3 separate regions of the Triticum aestivum genome follow, and all the other regions are linked to region 2. The links are chromatin contacts, called in public Hi-C maps. All regions are on one chromosome and are shown on one strand. Each heading gives the region's core, a stretch centred on a gene start, on an enhancer-like site or on the middle of the called end of the contact. The rest is flanking DNA. Distances are from core to core; before and after follow the strand shown.

The links. A called contact is a pair of places that touch in the nucleus more often than the background predicts.
Region 1: a contact with region 2 is called in a Hi-C map of leaf, with 5 times the contacts expected there. The contact joins the promoter of LOC123189294 here to the promoter of LOC123189291 in region 2. A contact is called at or near these places in 2 of 5 Hi-C or Micro-C datasets (both in leaf).
Region 3: a contact with region 2 is called in a Hi-C map of leaf, with 6 times the contacts expected there. The contact joins the promoter of LOC123189289 here to the promoter of LOC123189291 in region 2. A contact is called at or near these places in 2 of 5 Hi-C or Micro-C datasets (both in leaf).

Annotation. Positions count from the first base shown.
Region 1 is chr2A:536,715,044-536,717,743 of IWGSC CS RefSeq v2.1, forward strand. LOC123189294 reads left to right here and starts at 1,300. Exons shown (of 4, transcript XM_044601683.1): 1 at 1,300-1,756; 2 at 2,586-2,700. It overlaps LOC123189293 (putative pentatricopeptide repeat-containing protein At5g08490), which reads left to right. Exons shown (of 3, transcript XM_044601682.1): 2 at 1-108; 3 at 601-795.
Region 2 is chr2A:536,206,694-536,209,393 of IWGSC CS RefSeq v2.1, forward strand. LOC123189291 (CLPTM1-like membrane protein cnrB) reads right to left here and starts at 1,395. Exons shown (of 12, transcript XM_044601679.1): 1 at 1,080-1,395. The coding sequence starts at 1,289.
Region 3 is chr2A:535,947,787-535,950,486 of IWGSC CS RefSeq v2.1, forward strand. LOC123189289 (protein NRT1/ PTR FAMILY 4.3) reads right to left here and starts at 1,390. Exons shown (of 5, transcript XM_044601677.1): 1 at 1,089-1,390; 2 at 754-971; 3 at 1-92. The coding sequence starts at 1,194.

The sequences.
Region 1 (2,700 bases), core at 50-2,549, 510 kb after region 2:
ATGGCTCCGCGCCACAGCATGCATCTTGGAGTTGAAGCAAGCAGCAAAATATATCATGTGCCATCTACATTGGAACTCTCTTCGGCTTTCTACCAAGTACCAACCAAGGTTCAGCCACATCTCATTTTGTTCATGCCTTACATCACAACAATGTTGTTTGTTTCTGACATCTCATTATCTTGTTAATATTTTATTATGACACTGAATTATAAAATAAGGGTGCCTGCTGATTAATTTTATCTTCAGAGGGAAACTTATTGTGTGTTTTGATCTGCATGCTGACTTGCAAGATCGCATTCTTATTCGTTCATATGGGCTGCTGTAATCATATCCTTAATATCTGTACCTAAATCCTGCATGTATGCCTTAAGATTTACCTTTCCGACGATCCTCCTCTGCTAAACTAGTAAAACTATCATGGCGATCATAGAGGGCAATGGAATTGTTTTCTTCATAAAGTTGTATCAGCATGGACTTTCTGGCTGTCTGGCACGACTCTTGCCTTTAGAACAAGAGTCCGAGACTGATTGATCAAGGAAATGAGCCCAATGCGACTCCTGAAAGAAGTTGGAACTAATAAACTTAACTCCTTGATGACAGGTTCACTACTCTTGAAGTCTTGGTGACAGTTGCCGATCCACTGGCATTAGGAATTTCAGCAATGTTATCTTTTGGGGGAAATCTGATTGGAGGTCTGTTAACAGCGCCAGCGAGGCCGATGAAACACCACAAGTAGCAGGAGTGAGGGTGAGAGCTCTCGTTCGGCTCGCTTGGTGTTGATCGAAGATATCTTGGGTCAGTAGCTCGCCTTCCTGCTTGTGCTGATATTTTCGTGCATAAAATTGGTGAAAGATTCACGCTTGCCCCCCTGACTTGCTTGCATCATCAATTGCGTACAGTTCTTCCTTTTCAGAGTTTACACCAAAAAAATTTCTCATCTTTGGGTAGCTGTACAGTTCTTCCTTTTCAGTTGCGTTCTTAGGACCTCATAAATTTCGTTATGCCTTTCTTTTTTCTTTTCTTTTTCGTTTTTTTTTAAATTTTATTGAGCCAGTCCGTAAGACCCGCACCGCGCACCTTCTCGGTGCTTTCTTCTAATTCAGGAAAACAAGATTGATGAAGATTTTGCATATGTACTGCACCAGGTCGAGATCCTCTGTAGTAGTGCAGTTGACGTGTGGGGTCAGGTCCACTGCACCCATTCTCTTTGACAATGCAAAGCTCTTTCTGCTGATCTGCAGATACATCATCATCAGGTGGCTAATGGAAGAAAAAAAATATAACCGCATACGCACGCTTCATTCCCAGCCCGCCACGGCCCAGAAGACCCAGGCCCAACCGCGTTTGAGGAGTCAACTATACTTGCCGGGAACGGAAACGCGCACCGAGTCCAGCCCGAACTTTCCTTGCCATGGCACGCGCTTTTTACCTCCACCGTCCGAATCGGAAAGAGGACACCTCACGTCACCTACCCTATATAATAACGACCTTCACCACGAGTTTGTCCCCCTTCGCGACCTCGCGGACAGAAGAAGAAGAGAGAAAAAGAAAGATTCCCCCGAGTTCGCTCTCCGGAATCCTCCGCCCGCCGCCGCCGCAGTTTATGGATTTCGGAAGGAACGCTGCAGCCCGGACTTGTGAAGCCAAGAGCAGCGTCTCCCCCCGTCCCTCCGGTCTGCCCTTCTCACCGGCCCCCTCCACGCCGTGGTTCCGTGAGCTGTGGGTCAACGCCCCCAAATAACACCCTTCTGCAGAGGTACGTACGTGCGCCTACCGGTCTATCTGAATAGTGAGTAGAGACCACGGGGAAAGCTTAAGCCGTGGGCGGCTGGAGCTTGCGTGGTGGATTCCCTGTGCTATCAAATCTGTGCAAATTTCTATTGGATCGCTGTTAAATTTGTAAGGGCTTAGTATTTGGGGGAAGCCAAAGAGGGTTGGACTGTCAGAAAAGTGGATTCGGTAAAAAAGAAGAAGTGCATAGTAGCTTAATATTTGTCTCCGGCGCTACTCGTAGTGAATGTTGTGAAAGAGGATGGCTCTAAATTGATGAAGAACGACTTGGAAGGCATCATAAAGAGTAAATCATTGTTTCATTTATGACTTAATGATTGTTTCCAGCAATTGTTAATCAATAAAGTGGTGGAAACAATCATTAGTAGCAACTGTGACAAAGAAAATAACCTCAAGGCTTATTTTAAACAGGACACTGGTTTGTATTGTGCAGTGTGACAGTTGCCTTAAACAGTTACTACAAGAAAACGTGCATAATCATAGGTCTATTTGGAACTTATAAAATCACAGGGCTTACTGTCGGACGTTCAAGTCAAAGGTCCAATCATTTCTATTGTAACTTTTTTCTGTAACTAATGGAAAGACTCATTGGTACTTATAAGGTTTAATGCGAGAACATATCAGTTTCAACAAAACCTTGTTATGAAAATGAAAAAATGGTGTGGACCATGTTGTTCTTGAACTTAATTATTACTGTTAGTGATATGTTTGTGTTCCAAGATTTGCCACTTTTGAATGTTTTATTATATGGTTGTATTAGATGAAGTGAGTTGACATCTTTGCCCACGTTTTAGGTGGAAATTGGTGGATTTCTCGATTGGTTGAAGGAAGTAAAACAAAGGGGACCCACTACCCAGCGTCCTTTCGGCGAGTGTTGGGGTCTTATCTATTTAAGCTAAAATAAGGCCA
Region 2 (2,700 bases), core at 145-2,644:
AAATTTACGGCGGGGGGGTTGACTTCAACTTATAATTTACTGAAAACAGGTACTACATAGCAACATTTGTAATATTCAATTATCTTAATATGTAGACCTGTATAAGACATTACCACATGCCACTGAATCGTCGATTTGACAAAAAAATGGATTTACACCTCCTCGATCAAATATTTGGAGCAATATGATACAACAAGTTACAAGGTCGGTGTGCACCGCATAAACACCAAAAAATAACTTCCCACCCAAAATAAAAAAAAGTGACAATCTACCAAATAAATTGTACAGTTGGCTTTATCTCGAGGAATACCTAGTTCAGACAACCTCACCAAAGTCTACATGAAAAACCCATAAAGAAACGTTATCCATGCATAGTGTGATGTTTTCAGCTTCATTACGGACACACGGTACATTGCATACTATGACATCCTAAGCTTCATCGTGGACAAACATTTCAAAGAACAACAGAAAAAGTGTTTAAACATCAATCATCTTCACAACTCACTCAACAGTGAACCAGCTACACCGCATAATCCAAAATTGTTGAGATCCTTGGTGTATCTTTTCTTTTTCCTTGCATACTCTACTAGTAGTTCCGAACAACTAAGAACGCCCTTGGCCTCCTGAGAGGAGATCATAAAACATCCAACTAACATGCATGCCTTTCTTTTCACAGTACATCAAACCGCAATGCTGTGGAGCACCACTATCTCCGTGATCTGCTTGTTTTAGAACAAACGTGGCCTACTTGTTCGACAGCCTCCAACAGGCACACAAACAACAGGTGTCTTCGCATAAAACCGACTAAATCAGCTCCCCCAATTATAATAATCAGCACAAATACACCCTCTGATATTATTAAGAAAAAGAAAAGTTCGAGATCACAGTAAAAAAACTGATGAGATCGCTGCACAATTTTCACCCCGGAGCAAGCAGAACCCAACAGCACTGCATGAGCGCGGAGCCCCCCGCCTTTACTGACCCCAATAATAAACCGCTCTAAAACCGCCATAGAAACCTAACAACACGCCTCCTCCACCCAAAATCGAAGTTTCTGGGGTGTGTGGGGGCGTTCTCACCATTGGCTCTCCCTTCTGAAAGAGGTTGGACATGAGCAAGCCCGGCTCCGTGGGGGCGCGCTTGGGGCCGAAGAACTTGGACGCGAAGTACCAGAACACGGCCATCCGCACGATGCCGGCGAGGCTCTGGCCCAGGCCGCCTCCCTGCCGCCCAGCCGGGGCCTGCCCCTGCGGCTGCGCCGCGACGGCGGCGGCAGCCGGCTGCGACATGGCCGCCGGCGAGTTAGATCGGGGCGAGGAGGGGGGGAGGGAGCCGCCGAGATGCGATGGGAACAAGAGTTCTTTTTGGAGGAGCTCTGTGTGATTGATTCTCCGGGGATTTAAGCGGGGGGTGTGGTTTTACGATAAATTTATAGGTTTCTTTTGCAGATACGTAGGTGGGTTGTTGAAAAATTAAGCCTGGAGTCCCTGCTCGTGCGGACGCCGGACTGCTTCGGTTTCGCTACTTTCAGAGACGTAATTTCTGAGAACTTTAGGGGTGCTGGCAGTGAAAAGGTAGATGATGCTGGGATTTGCGCAACGAGGCTAGTTGCCGTCTTTAAAGGAAGCAAATTGTTAGGCGCACCCGAGTCAAGGAATCAGCAAGGTTTTTTTTCTGTTTTGATGATTGATGAAGTGCGTCTAGATATATCCGTTTGAACGTTAACGAGAGAGTATAACTTAGACACGACGCACACGCACGCACTCACTGCATGAACAAAAGAGACTCAAGATTGCTGGATTCACCGCAGGTACATCGCTATCGACGTGAATGTCGTCTCCACCATTAATTTGCATTAACGGGATATGCATGATTGAACCTGAAGCTTAATCTAGTTTTGTCCTCCAACAATTTCACAAGAATCACACATTTTAGATGACCGGAGATTATGTGCAGATTGTCATGTCTTTTACTAAAATTAACAAAATAAGCTTATACATAGTCGCGCTTTTATGATTGCAAATACAAAAGATCATGGCTTCTACGTGGATGGCACTCATTCTCGTTGTATTCTACTATTCAACTCAAGGTAGGTCAAAAGGCCCAAATTTCTGTAAAGCCGCAATAAAAGAGCGCATCTGTTATATTCTTGCTCATTATCGTCTTTAGATCTTAAAAAAAATCCCACTAAAAGTGTAATCCGCCACATAAAACAAGACAATGATACGAAAGAAAAGTTATCCCAACCCTGACCACTGATGTCGCGGCTCAATCCCGCCACTGCCTCTGCTTTCTCCTCTAATCCAGTTGATCCCTATGTCGCTCGGAAGGGGTACCCGAGAGGCGATCCATATCTAACCATCATTGCTCTCACACGATTCGTATGTTGTCACTGTCATCGGTGCTGCTACAATGGCGACGGGCCGTCAATCTCGACGGTGCGGCTCCCTCCCAACGATGTTCTGCCTTCCGATGATGTCCCGATGGTGCAGCGAGAGATTGATAGAGGAGACGATGAGCCGAGATGGAGGCTCCAGTGACTTCCGATGTCGTGGTGGTTGGCGGTGGATGGGCCCGGCCCGGTTGCAGCCGAATTATCAAGCAAAGATAAAGTCACTCCTTGGATGGGTTTGAGAGAAGGTCCTCGGGTAAGCTTCGATGTGGTGTCGATGGATGTAGGCGTAGACTATGCTTGGTTTT
Region 3 (2,700 bases), core at 140-2,639, 260 kb before region 2:
GCCTGCTCGCAGCTGCCGTCCATGGACGCCATGTTGCACGGCGGCGGCTTCAGCTGCGGAAGGTGTGCTTGCACTGACAGTAGTATGAAGCCCTGAGGACAGATGAAAAGAAAACACCTACCAATAAAAATCCATTGCAAAACAGTACTAGTATTTCCGATTATATTCTTAATGAAAATGGCTCCATACATCATTCTAATGCAGAGGCCGGGGCTTTCCTTCTTTAAAAAAATATTCTTAATGAAAATATTTTTTTATTCGATTCCATATTTCCATTAATGGGGTTTTTTAAGGTAAAAGAAAAAAATGACTGGGATTGTGAGAGTGCCAAGTAAAGTAGGCAAGTAACACTAGCACAACTTTGTTTGGACATGTTGTTTTCAGGCAAGCCCCAACAACAACAACAAACAAATTCCCACTGGCGTGTGTGTGTAGTTGTACTCGCTTTGCTTTCAGAAAACAAAAACTACTCCTAATTACGAGTCATGCTGCGTGCGTTGAATTCAACCTGGTCCCAAAACCGGGTCCATGCATGGTGATTGGAGCCTTTTTTTATCAGGCCCATCCAAGTTCATCTCCCTTTACGTGAAAACAACAGTCAATCGGTCGGTCGCAAAGGAAAAACACCCTCACACGTTCCATCTTCCTCATCTTCTTGTCTTGAACTTGAATGAAACACGCGCAGGCCACCCATTGGTGAGCATAGATTGATAGAGAGATTACGCATATGCGGTAGTGAAGCAGGAGTAGTACCGATAGCTCGACGAAGCCGAAGGTGAGCATGGTCCAGAAGCAGCCGAGGTAGGAGTCGGAGAGGAAGCCGCCGAGGAGGGAGAGGAGGAAGATGGTGCCCACGAAGTTGGTCACCACGTTGGCCGCCTCCGACAGCGGGAAGTGCATCTCCCCGAACACGTACGTGATGAGGTTGTTCCCCACCGCCGCGATCGCCATGATCTCGAACGCCTGGATGCCTGCACATCAGCCTCACCAGTCAGCACGCGCGCGCGCGCCATGGATTGGATGGACATTGCTCCATCGCTCCTCCGTATAACAAGCCAACTTGATGTATAAGTAGGAGCACGACGTACCTAGGACGAAGACGGCGGCGCGCATGCCGCCGTGCCGGCCCGGCTCGCAGGGGCGGCCCCGCCAGTCGACGGAGACCTCATGCGCCGCGGAGCTCTCAACGTCCATGCTTTCTAGGGGTCAACCGGGTTAGGTAGGTAGCACCACTCTAGCTGAATGGCGAAGCTCTGCTCTGCTGCTGCTGTGCTGCGTAGGTAAATGCCATGTTGGTGGTCGGGGCATTATTTATAGGCGGCGGGGCACAGCACGGCCATGACTCTGCTCTCTCTTGCGAGTTGTGAATCAACGAATGCCGAAAGGGGCGTTGAGCTAGTGGCCTTCCCTTTCACGTCGGAATTTCGGGGTCGGTATCGCTCCATAGTGGCAGCGCAGTGCAGGTGTGCAGTGCCGCCCGCGATCGTGTGAGTGTGAGGAGCTGCTGCTGAGTTGGGAGGGCCAAAAGGCGCGTGCACACACATGCATCAGATGGCGTATGGATATGGATATGGATTGACTTGCTCTAATCGTTGGGCAGGTCCATGTACGATGTGTGTTCCTTGTTCTGCTTTGCTGGAAATCTCGACCAGCGGTCAGCTTCCAGGTCAACAATTTATTGTTGTTTTTGTGTTGCGGATTGACTGAGGCAGAGACGTTCAGATAGAGGGAAGTTGTTTCCTGACCCAAGTTTTGACTGAGATATACTGCTTTATCTATATTGGTGAGTTATTTTTTGTTTTTTTTTCTGGATGACCTATCAGTGAGGAGCTTGTGCGACAGCTAAAACCACAGCCACACGGCAGGATAACTACTTGATGGCCCCCTAAATATAGTGGAATTGATGTGTTTACCTGTCCTCGTTTCTGGCGCAGACAGTGACACGGTGCACCCGACACCCGTGCAGGTATTGGTTCTCTCTCGGGAGAGCTGAGGCAGGTACCCTAGCTACGTAGTACTCTGTACTCCCAGCACGTACCAGGAATGTCGATGGATGGAGGACCATCTAGATCGTGCAACGGGACAGTACATTCGTACATGCGGCAGATCGGATGCCTATTATGAACGATGTGATCAATGATTCGGAACGGAGATATATTTGACAGATTTTGCACCACAAGTTGCATGCTAGTAATTAGCAAGCCACAATATAGATGGCTTATGTAGGAATACTAGCTCCCCATATGCCAAGATAGATAGATAGATATGCCTCCTGATTCTTGGCGTGCTGTTCAAAAAGACGGCAGCGCCAAATCTGCTGCTGGAAAGCTCCCCTGCTTTTGCATACCCTAGCTAGCAGAGCAGAGCAGTGCAGTGTGCAGAGCAGAGATCACAGGGCATAGATTCGACCATCACATGCCTTGCTCCAGTGACTCCCTTCAAAACAGAAGTACAGGTAAGAGGTACCAAATCTAGGCTTGTTAGAAAACGATGATCCTAAACTAATACTACTAGTACATAGAACTGAACCGTGTGGTAATAAGTGGTAACTGGCCGGTCTGAAATCGATCCGTACTCGTACGTACTGATACTAATAAACAAACAGTATAGAGAAGTGTGAGTGGGCTGTGGGCACCTAACGCGCACGATATGAAATATTCAGGCATTATCTCACGGGCGGAAACACACACACGCGCTTCT